2 separate regions of the Sus scrofa genome follow, and region 1 is linked to region 2. Evidence: chromatin contacts called from public promoter capture Hi-C data. All regions are on one chromosome and are shown on one strand. The core of a region is the stretch at or near the end of the contact, and the rest is flanking DNA. Distances in the headings are between cores, read along the strand shown. Region 1 holds the start of MPIG6B (protein G6b). Region 2 holds the start of DDX39B (DExD-box helicase 39B).

Evidence for each region. Promoter capture Hi-C pulls out the DNA fragments that hold promoters and counts their contacts.
Region 1: a contact with region 2 is called in a promoter capture Hi-C map of fetal liver, with 2.1 times the contacts expected there. The contact joins the promoter of MPIG6B here to the promoter of DDX39B in region 2. A contact is called at or near these places in 1 of 5 promoter capture datasets (fetal liver), 2 of 47 Hi-C or Micro-C datasets (embryonic fibroblasts and epiblast stem cells) and 1 of 2 datasets of contacts at active chromatin or transcription factors (alveolar macrophages).

Annotation. Positions count from the first base shown.
Region 1 is chr7:23,832,394-23,838,477 of Sscrofa11.1, forward strand. It overlaps MPIG6B (protein G6b), which reads left to right and starts at 2,257. Exons shown (of 7, transcript XM_021098455.1): 1 at 2,257-2,679; 2 at 2,861-3,208; 3 at 3,368-3,458; 4 at 3,816-3,856; 5 at 3,970-4,032; 6 at 4,035-4,048; 7 at 4,175-4,391. The coding sequence starts at 2,619. The coding sequence ends at 4,279. LY6G6C (lymphocyte antigen 6 complex locus protein G6c) reads right to left here and starts at 1,217. Exons shown (of 3, transcript XM_021098457.1): 1 at 260-1,217. The coding sequence starts at 311.
Region 2 is chr7:23,664,608-23,670,607 of Sscrofa11.1, forward strand. It overlaps DDX39B (DExD-box helicase 39B), which reads right to left and starts at 3,010. Exons shown (of 10, transcript NM_001005157.1): 1 at 2,800-3,010; 2 at 1,894-2,021; 3 at 1,528-1,620. The coding sequence starts at 3,010. It overlaps LOC102161099 (a long non-coding RNA gene), which reads left to right and starts at 4,549. Exons shown (of 2, transcript XR_002345613.1): 1 at 4,549-5,077; 2 at 5,177-5,738.

The DNA.
Region 1 (6,084 bases), core at 1,007-3,506, 170 kb after region 2:
AGTGGGGAACAGAGGACCTGGAACCCTGGAACCCTGGGCAGGTTAGAAGAGTGGGCCTTGGAGATGAGGGGGAGAATGAAGGCATGGGTCCTGGGAAGTGGAGCAAGGACTCTGTCATGGAGTCTCACAGGAGAGCTGAGGCCATTGGGTCTGGGGACTCTTGGGGTCTTGAGTAGGGATAGTGTAGGGCGGTGGTTGGGGCAGGATGTAAAAGTGGGAGCCAGGTGAACCCGGTCCTTGGGAGCCCCTAGATGCTCACCTGAGACCCAGCAGAACAGAGCAGACAGGGTGAGCAGCAGAAGGCCTTTCATGGTGAGGGTCCTGAGAATGGTGGCAATGGCAACAGCAGACAGAGTAGAATTTCAGGGATCCGGCTCTGGGAGATGAGCGGCCTTTTTGGAATTTATAATCCCTATGGGTCCCTCCCTTCCCTGCCTCTGGTGGCCCCTCCTTCCCCATTTAGGGAGGGACTAAGCAGGGCCCAGTCGGGGAGTGGGCATGGGGATGGGAGAGAGGTGGGAGGGTAGGTGCACTAGTGGCCAACTCCATCTTCGTCCCTGGTTTCAGTAACAGGTCACACCCTCCTGGGCCCCAGAAATAACATCCCTGCCTGCCCAGCCCTCTGAAGAAACATCCCCAAAGGCCCCTGTGAGGTTACAGGGGCTGTAGTGGTAGCCTCTGCTAGATCCTGGAACATGGACAACGGGGTATGACCCAAGCTGACTGCCAAATTTTGGTCCCCGGGAGGGCCTTGGTAGGGGCAAGTGAGCAGAACTTGAGCACCAAATTAATCTCAATTCAGCCCCCCACTTGGCTTTCCCAACCCCTGTTCAGCCACAGGATGAAGGAGTAGGGTGTGTGATGTCACCATGGGCTCCTGTGATGTCACAGTAGCAGAAACATGGGCTGGAGCTGCCTGCTAAGGAGGGGCTACCTCAGGCCCCCTGAAGATTCTCAGGACCTCTTGGGATTCCACTGTGCTTGGCTTTGGTTGCTCCAGTCCAGTGAGGGCTGACGAAGCCATGGGTGTGGCGCTGTGCACCTGCTAAAAGTGCCTCCCCAGTCAAAACCTGCCAGTTTGGGTGCGGCACTGCAGGCTGGGAGGGACGGCTTGGGCACAGAGAGGTGAGAGAGCAGCTAAAATAAGAATAGAAATAGTAATAATGGCAAGCACATAGTGTTCCTATGTTTCAGTCATTGTTCTGGGTGTTTTCCAGGTATTACTTATTATTATTATTATTATTTTGGTTTTTTTTTTAAGGCCACCCCTGTGGCATTTGGAAATTCGCAGGCTAGGGGTCGAATTGGAGCTGTAGCTGCTTGCCTACACCACAGCCACAGCAACGCCAGATCTAAGCCATGTATGCAATGCTGGATTCTTAACTCACTGAGTGAGGCCAGGGATCGAACCTGCATCCTCATGGATGCTAGTCAGATTCAGTTCCACTGAGCCACGATGGGTACTCCTGTGTATTACTTTATTTAGTTCTCACAGGAAGTTCCAGGAAGGTGCTTTTATCCCCATTTTAGAGATGAGGAAACAAACTCAGAAAGGTTAAGCAACTGGCACACATTCCTAGCTAGCAAATGGTGAAGTCAAGATTTGAATTTAGGAGTTCTCTCTGTGGCTCAGTGCATTAAGAACCTGACGTGGTGACTGGAGGATTCGGGTTCGATCCCTGGTCCAGGAACTTTCATATGCTGTGAGTGCAGCCGAAAAAGAAAAAAATAAATGGATAAAATTTTAAAAACAATTTTTTTTTTGTCTTTTTTGTTGTTGTTGTTGTTGCTATTTCTTGGGCCGCTCCCACGGCATATGGAGGTTCCCAGGCTAGGGGTCCAATCGGAGCTGTAGCCACCGGCCTACGCCAGAGCCACAGCAACGCGGGATCCGAGCCGCGCCTGCAACCTACACCACAGCTCACGGCAACGCCGGATCGTTAACCCACTGAGCAAGGGCAGGGACCGAACCCACAACCTCATGGTTCCTAGTCGGATTCGTTAACCACTGTGCCACGACGGGAACTCCTTAAAAACAATTTTTTTTTTTTTTTGTCTTGTTAGGGTCGCACGTAGTAGCATATGGAGGTTCCCAGGCTAGGGGCCTAATGGAGCTGTAGCTGCTGGCCTACACCACAGCCACAGCAATGCAGGATCCGAGCAGCATCTGTGACCTACACCACAGCTTAGGGCAACGCCAGATGCTTAACCCATTGAGCAAGTCCAGGGATCAAACCTGTGTCCTCATTGATATTAGATTCGTTTCCACTGATCCCTGAAGGGAACTCCCAAAAAGATTTTTGAATTTAGACATCCAAGATTCAGAAATCATGGTGCACCCGGCCACCGCTATGCTGCAGGAGTTACAGTCTGCAGACTGCGAGAGCGCTTGTGTAAACAGCCCCAGCTTGAATTTTAAGTGAACCTTGGCTGAGGGCTGTGAACTTGCTGGCGAGGATTCCCTGAGGGATCCCGGCAGCTGGTGGCCCCGCCCCCAGCCCTTATCGGAGCCCCCAGACCTTTGGTTTCCTCCTCCACTCCCCTCCGGTTTCCCTCCGGTCTCCTCCGCTGATTCACTCGCCTCTCTGCCTCCCCTTCCTCCCAACCACATCCCAGCCATGGTCCTGGTTCTGCAGCTGCTCCCGCTGCTGTTGTCGAGGGCCCAGGGGAACCCCGAGGGTAAGCCATCCCAGAAGAGTGGAGACGGGTGAGGAAAGACCGAGGCAGGGGGAAGGGGCGACTCAGGGGTGGAAAGCTTGTAGGAAGATCCAGGATGCCGGGAGAGGAGAGGGTGAAGGCAGACGTGAGGGTTGTCTTGCCCTGTGGACTAGCCCTAACCACCACCCCCGACCTCCCCTAGCTTCACTGGAAGGTCGCCCGGGGGATCGAGTCAATCTCTCCTGCGTAGAGGTCTCGCAACCCACCCGTTGGGTCTGGGCACCTAGCTTCCCGGCCTGCAAGGGCCTGTCCAAAGGCCGCCGCCGGATTCTGTGGACATCATCGAATGGAAACCCCACCGTATCTGCCGCCCAGCCCTTTGTGGGCCGCCTACGTGCCCTGGGCCTTGGTATTCGGCGGCTGGAGCTGCTCCTCAGCGCGGGGGACTCGGGCACCTTTACTTGCAAGGGCCACGGAAAGGACGAGAGCCGTACTGTGCTTCGCGTGCTGGGGGACCCGGCAGATTGCAAGGCTCCGGAGCCTACCCGCGGTAGGTGTACACCCTCAGGCACGAGGGATCTAATTCGGACACACGCCCCCAGCAGGGAGGGAGGCCTTGCTGGGGGTTACTGGGTGGGAGAGCTAGCTCTCTGTCCTCGTACTCCTGACCTCGGCACTCATCACCACCCCGCTTCCACCCTTGCCCCAGAGTCCGGATATCTCCAGATTCTGATCCCGCTGCTGGTCCTGGGGCTGCTGCTGGCACTCGGAGCCGGGGGCTTGGCCTATTGCCTGCGCAGGTGAGCGCGAGGGGCGGGGCCTGGTTTAAAGAGTCTCGACCAGAGGCGGAAAAGGCAGGCCCAGAACTTTCGCAGACTTAAGGAAGGTCCAGAGCCGTCTGGTGTGGTTTGAAGGAGAATAGGGAGGGTGACAACTTGGGGGGCGAGGCTAAGCGCTGGTGGGTGGAGCCCTAACGAAGGAAGCCGAGCTTGGGGCGGAGCTGGCGCAAAGCGTGGGCGGAACTATCTTTGGGGGTGGAGCCTAAGTTGTTTGGGGGTTCAGATCCTGCCAGCTGCTGGGTGGTTGTTGGCGCGTCCGGGGGGCCCAGAATGAGTGAGACAAGATTAGTGGCCTCGGACTCTTATCCATCTCTACAGGCGCTCGCCCCCTCACCCGCCTCGACCACTCCCCAGATTTGGTGAGACTAACTCTACCCATTATCCTTCTCCGCGTATTCCCCACCCAATTCCTGAGTCTGAGCCCTTGTTGGTTACCTTCTCTCAATCCTTCAGCTCTGTCCCCCTCACATAGTTCCACTTGTGGACACTGAGCCCCAGAGGCTAGAAGAGGAGGAAGACCCCAAGATTGCAGGGGACTGGACCAGGAGCCGGTAAGGGCTTGAGGATGGGATGGGGGTTGGCCAAAATCCCTGAGTAAAGTGGACCAAGAAAGAGAGGCTTAGACCCCAAGGGAGTCAGACTTTTGAGACCCTCCTGCCTTCCTCCCCACCTTTCAGAGCCTGCTCTACGCAGACCTGGATCATAGGGCCCTCAGAAGTCCGCGCCGTCTGTCTCGGGTGGTCCCTGCTGAGGCCTCCACCATCTATGCGGTTGTGGTTTGAAAGGAAGCCCTTACTCCAAACCTCAGGAGCTGGAGGCTCCCAGCTCTCCATAACACCCCTCTCCTTTCTGGCCCTTTACTGGAAAAGGAAGGCACCATGGGATAGAAATGAGCACTAGGCTGAGGGTCAGGAGGCCTGGGTTCCAGGCTGTCTCTGCCACTGATCTTGGTCCCTCCTTACCCGCATTTCTCACACAGCTTTCAGATCTCCTTCACCACAGGTGTCCCTTCTAAACCTGATCAAGTCCTGTCTCCCCATCCTCAGCCATCAACAGCTCCTAGATTGTTGCTTTCTCTCCACAGTCAAGCTCTTTGAACCAAAGGCCTACACCTGTCTCTTCCCTTTTTTTTCTTCACTCCCACTGCTCACCTGTTCTCCTAGAGCTTGCCAGTGATGTCCTAGTAGCCACACCCATTTTTTCCGCCATTCATCTATCTGGCTTGGCCTTTGGTTCCTTTTTTTTTTTCCCTTAGGGCCTCAGGTGCGGCATAGGGAAGTTCCCAGTGTAGGGGTTGAATTGGAGCTGAGGCTGCCAGCCTACACCACAGCCACAGCAATGCCAGATCCAAGCCATGTCTGCGACCTACACCACACTAGAGCAACACCAGATCCTTAACCCATTGAGCAGGGCCAGGGACGAATCCACATCCTCATGGATACCAGTTGGGTTCTTTTCTGCTGCACCACAACGGGGAACTCCTGATTACTCTTCTTTAAGCTCTGTTTTTCTTTGATGTTGGTGTCTTCCTTCTGGGCTTCTCTTCCTTGCTCCATATCTCCACACTATTCCCCGCTATTCTAAGGTTTGTCCTTTTCTTTATTTGCCATCTCCCTCTTCTGGGACGCTGTCCTCAGCCTTCACCTCTGCAAATGACACTCAGGACTCTCTCTAGTTCAGATCTCCAGTATGAGATTTTCAGACCATCAGACATCCCTGCCTGGCTGGCCCCAGCAGGTTCAAAACCCACCTCATTGTCACCACCTGATTGTCATCTCCTAGGGCCACTGCATTCTCTCTTTATATATATATATATTTTAGGGCTGCACCTGCAGCATATGGAAGTTCCCAGGCTAAGGGTCGAATCAGAGCTACAGCACTGGCATACACCACAGCCATGGTGGATCCAAACCACGTCTGCGACCTACACCACAGCTCACAGCAGCACTGGATCCTTAACCCACTGAGCGAGGCCAGGGATCAAACCCACAACCTTGTGGATCCTAGTCAGGTTCGTTAACCGATGAGCCACAGAGGGAACTCCTTGTTTTCTCTCTTGATCAACCCAGTTGCCCAAACCAGAAACTGGGAGTTGTGTAGACCTCCTTCCTCAAGCTCCCACACAACAAACTGAGTCGCCTTTTTATGTTAATGTCATTGTCAAACCCACCCCCTTTTCACACCCAGCACTGCCACCTGAATGTACTCTCTTCATTTCCTCCCTGGATTCCCGTGGTCCCACATCATCCTCCTGCCTTTGCTCTCCTCCCTGAAGCCAGAGAGATCCTCCCCAAATGCTGACCTGCTCCTGGCAGTGGGTTGGGACTGCAATATTTCAGCTCTGGGCCCATGGGCCTCAGCTTTGGGTTCAACCTACTCTCCAGGCTTCTCTTTGTCACTCCACGTATAGAACATGACAACATATAGAAATTCTCCCAGCCTCCAAATATGCCTTTGCTGGGTGCAATTCCTTCTTCCTGGATTACCCTTTGCCTCCTCCTATCTGCCTGGCTAATTCTTATTTATCTTCAGGACTCAGCTCAAGTGTAGCCTTTTCTGGGAGGCTGTTTCTGCCCCTCTTTGCCCA
Region 2 (6,000 bases), core at 1,760-4,259:
AGTGGGTTAACGATCCGGCATTGCCGTGAGCTGTGGTGTAGGTTGCAGACGCGGCTCGGATACCGCGTTGCTGTGGCTCTGGCGTAGGCCGGTGGCTACAGCTCCGATTGGCCCCCTAGCCTGGGAACCTCCATATGCCGCGGGAGCGGCCCAAGAAATAGCAACAACAACAACAACAACAAAAGACAAAAAAACCAAAAAAAAAAAAAAAAAAAAAGAGTACAGATATGCGTACACACACAAGTAAATACAGCTTTCAAACTATATTTAGAAAATTAACACAATTTTCGAATTTTAGAATGGCATAAATAAGCTAAATAACCTTTCATGGAAAAGTCAAAAAGGCCTGTATGCTGACAAACTGAAAAAACTGCCTAATACTTGGTTTCACAGAATCATCAGAACAACCACAACAAAAAATTAACTAGTGGTATTCTATGACATATAATCAGATGGGCAAACAATCTTTTCATTCTAAGGCCCTCTGGATCGCATAAACATTTTTACCGTGCACAAGTGCCACCATCACTTCTTCGCTTTTTGTTTGTTTTTTGTCTTTTTGCCTTTTCTAGGGCCACTCCAGTGGCATATGGAGGTTCCCAGGCTAGGGGTCGAATCGGAGCTGTAGCCACTGGCCTACGCCACAGCCACAGCAGTGTGCGATCCGAGCCATCTCTGCAACCTACACCACAGCTCACGGCAACACCGGATCCTTAACCCACTGAGTGAGGCCAGGGATTGAACCCGCAACCTCATGGCTCCTAGTCAGATTCATTAACCACTGCGCCATGATGGGAACTCCCCACTATCACTACTTTGGTTTTAAACAAATTACTTTTACTTTAAAACTATTACTTCAACGTTACTACTTTTAAACGTAAAATAACTGAGAAAATTTTAACAATCTGAACAAAAGTACTATTTTTTTCATTTCAGGAAAAGGTAAAGTTACATACATCAATGCTTCTCAAACTCTACCCGAGGATCTTGTTAGAATGCATATTCAGGAGTTCCCGTCGTGGCGCAGTGGTTAACGAATCCGACTAGGAACCATGAGGTTGCGGGTTCGGTCCCTGCCCTTGCTCAGTGGGTTCACAATCCGGCGTTGCCGTGAGCTGTGGTGTAGGTTGCAGACGCGGCTCGGATCCCGAGTTGCTGTGGCTCTGGCGTAGGCCAGTGGCTACAGCTCCGATTCGACCCCTAGCCTGGGAACCTCCATGTGCCACAGGAGTGGCCCAAAGAAATAGCAAAAACACACACACACACACACAAAAAAAGCATATTCACACTCACATGAATCAGAATGCTGCAAATACCACAGAAATTATAATGCATATCCAAATGAGCCCTAGAATATAAATCTCTTCCACACCACAACTGCAGCAACTTACTATGTATTGGGTGTAACTGAGATTCATGTGTAGGGGTTTAACCCCTGTGGGACATGCAGACAGCTGCTCTAACAAGTCTCTAATGCCTCCGACTCCCCATACCCTCACCCTCCCAGGTCCCCTTACCCTGGCTTACCTTGACATTGGGCATGTATTTAGAGAAGCGCTCATACTCCTTGCTGATCTGAAAAGCCAACTCCCGAGTGTGACACATCACCAGTACAGACACCTAGGGGGGAGTAGATGGAGAGACACATACAATATATCCCTTCAGGTATGTCACAAAAGCACACCTGGCAGATCACAACTGACTATAGTTTGGAGCTCTAAACCATTAACCCCATGATTACTACAGAACATTCCCCACGGCTGTCAGTCAAGAATGAGAGGTCACCTTAGCAACAAGCACTGGTGGCTCTGAATGCATCATGGAGCTGACACAAACACCCTTCCCGAACACTGCAAACCAAAATGCCTCCTCCAGCACTTTCCCCAAGCATACCTGCCCAGTAACTGGCTCCAGCTGTTGCAGTGTAGCCAGCACAAACACCGCTGTCTTCCCCATGCCTGACTTGGCCTGGCATAGGACATCCATTCCCAGGATGGCCTGAGGGATGCATTCATGCTGAACTATAAGGAGGGGGGAAAAAGGATAATTAGACTTCAGTCTCCAGCTAACTTGGCCAGCTTTTTCACCATGCCAAACCCGTTTCTCTCTACTCAATTCTTAAATGGTTCTTGTCGATTTCCAGACCCTTTCTACCTCTGCTCCCTCGAGTAATCAAAGTAATCCCCAAATCAGACCTTCCCAGTTCCTTCTAACATTGGCCTCCTCCAGTTCCAGACCCCCACAGTCCTGCTAACAACCCTCTTGCACCTACCAATTGCTTGCCTTAGGTGCTCCTGACTCTGTCCGAATGTTTCTTAATCTGTAACAATCCATGACTTTTGAGTGCCTGCCACAGGCCATTTCTCCTACTTAGGCTGTCATGCTTTGGGTCACATAACCCTGCAACCTTGGACAAAATGAAGGACTTGGTACCTGACCCAAAGCCAGCCACCTTTAGACCAGCCATAACGGTTTCCAGAGACCAGAGCTGGCTTGGCTCAAGAGTCCAACCAGCTCCTCTCTGGAAATTTTAAATTAAAAGTCAAAGAAACAAAATTAAAAACAAGCAGACAAGGAGAAAAGCCAGTCACAAGATGAAAAACAGATCTCTATCTAAATTACTTTTACATCACTAGCACTTACTTGTCACCATGAATGAAAAACCAACCTATATATAACTCTTTCTACTGCTAAAACAGTTTTTGGTACTTCTTCCCTAATCTATCTTATATAATTCCGTATCACTAAAAGACCATAACCATGTTTCTCACATCCTTTAAAAGTCTGAGGAAAATTTACCTTCTGATGGATGCTCAAAGCCACAGTCAACAATGGCCCGGAGCAACTCTGGCTTGAGCAGGAAGTCACGAAAGCCAGAGCTGTGGATGGAGACATAGGAGCCCTTGACATCCTTCTTGGCAGGGGCCTCAGCCCCATCTCCCCCAGCTGCTGTCTCCACCTCATCGTCTTCATAATCCAAGAGCTCATTGTCCACATCGTTCTCTGCCATAACTGGGCCGGCAGGGGGAGAAGGGGAGGCGTCTCCGGCTGGGTTCACACAGAATAAGACAGGGGAGAGTGGAGGCTCGAGGAACAGGAGAGGAAAAGAAATACTAGTTTCTGACAGAAGAGCTAGGGAAAAAAACCAGAGAGAAGACTCATCAGTCATGAGCAGAGCCTTAGCCACCTCTTCCATCCCCACACTTTCCACTTTCCCTAAACTATGAAACATTGAAAGTAACAAAAAAACCCACAAGAATTAAAAGGGAAAAGCAAACGTAATACAGGGAATGAAAAAAGTGGTCCCAGAGGAGGTGATTAGGACACAGGTTCCCCAAAACCTCAGCTCAAAGAAGCAGAAACCCGGAAGTTGGAAGGGCAAGATCAGCTTACAAATCCCAGGTCTGTGACAGCAGCAAAGAAAGAAAGAAAGAAAAAAAAAAAAAAACCATGAAAAGCAGAACATAGATAATGACTTAAGAACGGAGAATGAAAACGACAAAATGACAGGCCCTCAAGATCTTGTGCTTTCCCTACGAAGTGTACAATCTCAACTTCTAATACAGCAGCCATCAGTCAAGGGTGATAGATAAAAGTCGTCACTGCGCAAAGCTCTCACTTTTCAAAATGAAAACATCATGTGGCTGCCACCCACCTCTCCCCAGCACTCCAGCCTCCCACTCCTCAGTAACCGCCTTCTGGCGTTTAAAGGCCTTGGGTAACTTATGGCGGGGGGAGGGGTCTAGAGAAATGCCAGACCGGGAAAAATTCATCTCCCCAACAAACAATGAATGAAAAGCAGGCCAATAACTAAGATGAATCCTCTTTCCAGTTAATAAGTAAAACCTTCGTCACCATTGCGTTACTCTTCAGGCCTCACCCCCTTTCCGAAAAACACATTGACACCATTCCTAAACAATTAAAACGCTCTAAATAATAGTGGGAAGGCCGAAATGAGAAAAGTTCAACTAGGCCCAGAAGCCGCCGATTCCCACTACCGCGAGCCGACAACGCAAAAATAAGCGGGAGGATGAAAAGAGCCCCGCCCTCCGCAAATGCCCAAGGCCAGAGGACGCCTAGCGTCACCTCTCATCGCCGCTGGGGCCTCCGATTAAGCAGGCGCCCACTGGAGGAGCGAAGAGTAAAGGAAACACAATGGCGCCAGGGCCACCATCTTGGACTTCCCCCCCTCCCCCGCGCGCCGCTTCCCTGCCTCCGCCCCCCCAACCTTCTTGCTCTTGAAAGGAATGTATGCGGTGGAAGTAACAACTCAATCAGACCCCGGCGACCAGACCGTAGCTTGTACAAGGGTTATCAGGAGCCCTGCGACGGGATGGCCGCAGAGAAACGCAGATGGAGTCGGATTGTGCTGAAAGCCAAACCTTACCTGAACAAGGCGAAGGCGTATGGCGGCGGCAACAGCGACGAAGGAGGGAATCGGCCTTCACTTCCGGTTCCCCGCTCCCCACCCCCCACCTCCGCCGGCCTCCCGCCTTCTTCGCTGTGAGCGCGCAGACGCAAGAGACCGGAAGAAGGACCTTCCACCATTCTATGGTTCCGCGCGCTCTAGGGTTGCCTTTAGAAAGTGCCTTTGTGAAAGAAAAAGCCACTTTTAACTCCGCCGCTAATGCCAGTAACAAAAGGCATAAAGGAAACCAGCATTTTCTCCCAGTGTTATCTTTTTATCTTGTCCTACTCTTTTTCTCGTCCTTCTCCTCTCCACTTAATTTCTTGCCACGCAGGCCTCCTCTCTGGGCACCCCTCCGTGGAAGCCACCCAAGGTGGCGGGACTGCGAGTTCCCACGGGGTCCTTGGCTCGGTAGTCAAGGTGACCTAGGGAGGTTGGCCCTGGAGCTAGGTAAGGGTTGTCCTTAGGTTGGGGGAGGAAGGAAGTCTGGTTCTTCAGTCGTACCCTTTCCTCAGCAGTGGAGGCAGTGGACGACATTTGCCTAAAATTATGTTGGCTGATGTAGCTGATGTCCTCAGGGCCCTGAGATTCGTGGGCATGGGCGGCGAATCAGGAAGGTATTTTGAATCCACCGAGTCTAGATTCTGCCCCAGGTGTTAAAGACAAATGGTAGGTAAGTGGTAAGGTTTGAGAGTTACATAATATTTTATAAATTTTCTACCATAACATACTTAGTCCTGCCTCTAATAGCCCCTTCGTTTGGCCTAGATTTTTTTTCTGAATGAAATATTTGATACCCACCTCCACTCCGGTTTTTATAAGTTATGGAAATCAAATGTGACTTAAAATTGAGAACTGGGGAGTTCCCATCATGGCTCAGCAGTTAACGAATCTGACTAGCATCCATGAGAATGAAGATTCGATCCCTGACCTTGCTCAGTGGGCTACGGATCCAGCGCTGCCGTGAGCTGTGATGTTGGTTGCAGACACAGCTCGGATCCTGCGTCGCTGTGGCTGCAACTACAGCTCCGATTCGACCTCTAGCCTGGGAACCTCCATATGCAGCAGCTGCAGCCCTAAAAAGCAAAAACAAACAAAAAACTGAGAAGTGTTTGGCCCTTTACCTGTTATCGCACTTAACCACTTAACACCAAGGTGTACCATTATTCCCATTCTACATCAAGCGAAAAGGATTTAGAGAATTAAAGCAACATGTGCAAAGCAATGGAGTTTGTAAAGTGACAGAGCCAGAGAAAAAACACTTACTTATTCTCTACTAAATCCTGTCTCCATGCTTAAAGAGTGGTTAATAAACACACTATGGATCACCTCATTAGTTCAAGTTCTTGGTGCAGTAGGCTTGTTTCCTGTGGCCAAAAGAAATGACAGTGGTCCAAGGATGGTGTCATGGAAGGGCAGTTTTTCCAACCTGTAGTATCAATTTTTTTCAACAGTATTTTATCAACTGCCTATTCTGTGCCCGGTGCTCTCCAAAGATCTGGGGACACAGCAGTGAAGAGCTCTATCATCACGGAGTTCACATAATGGGGGAGATGCCACATAAACATGTCAAGTATCCATAAGTGCTGTGA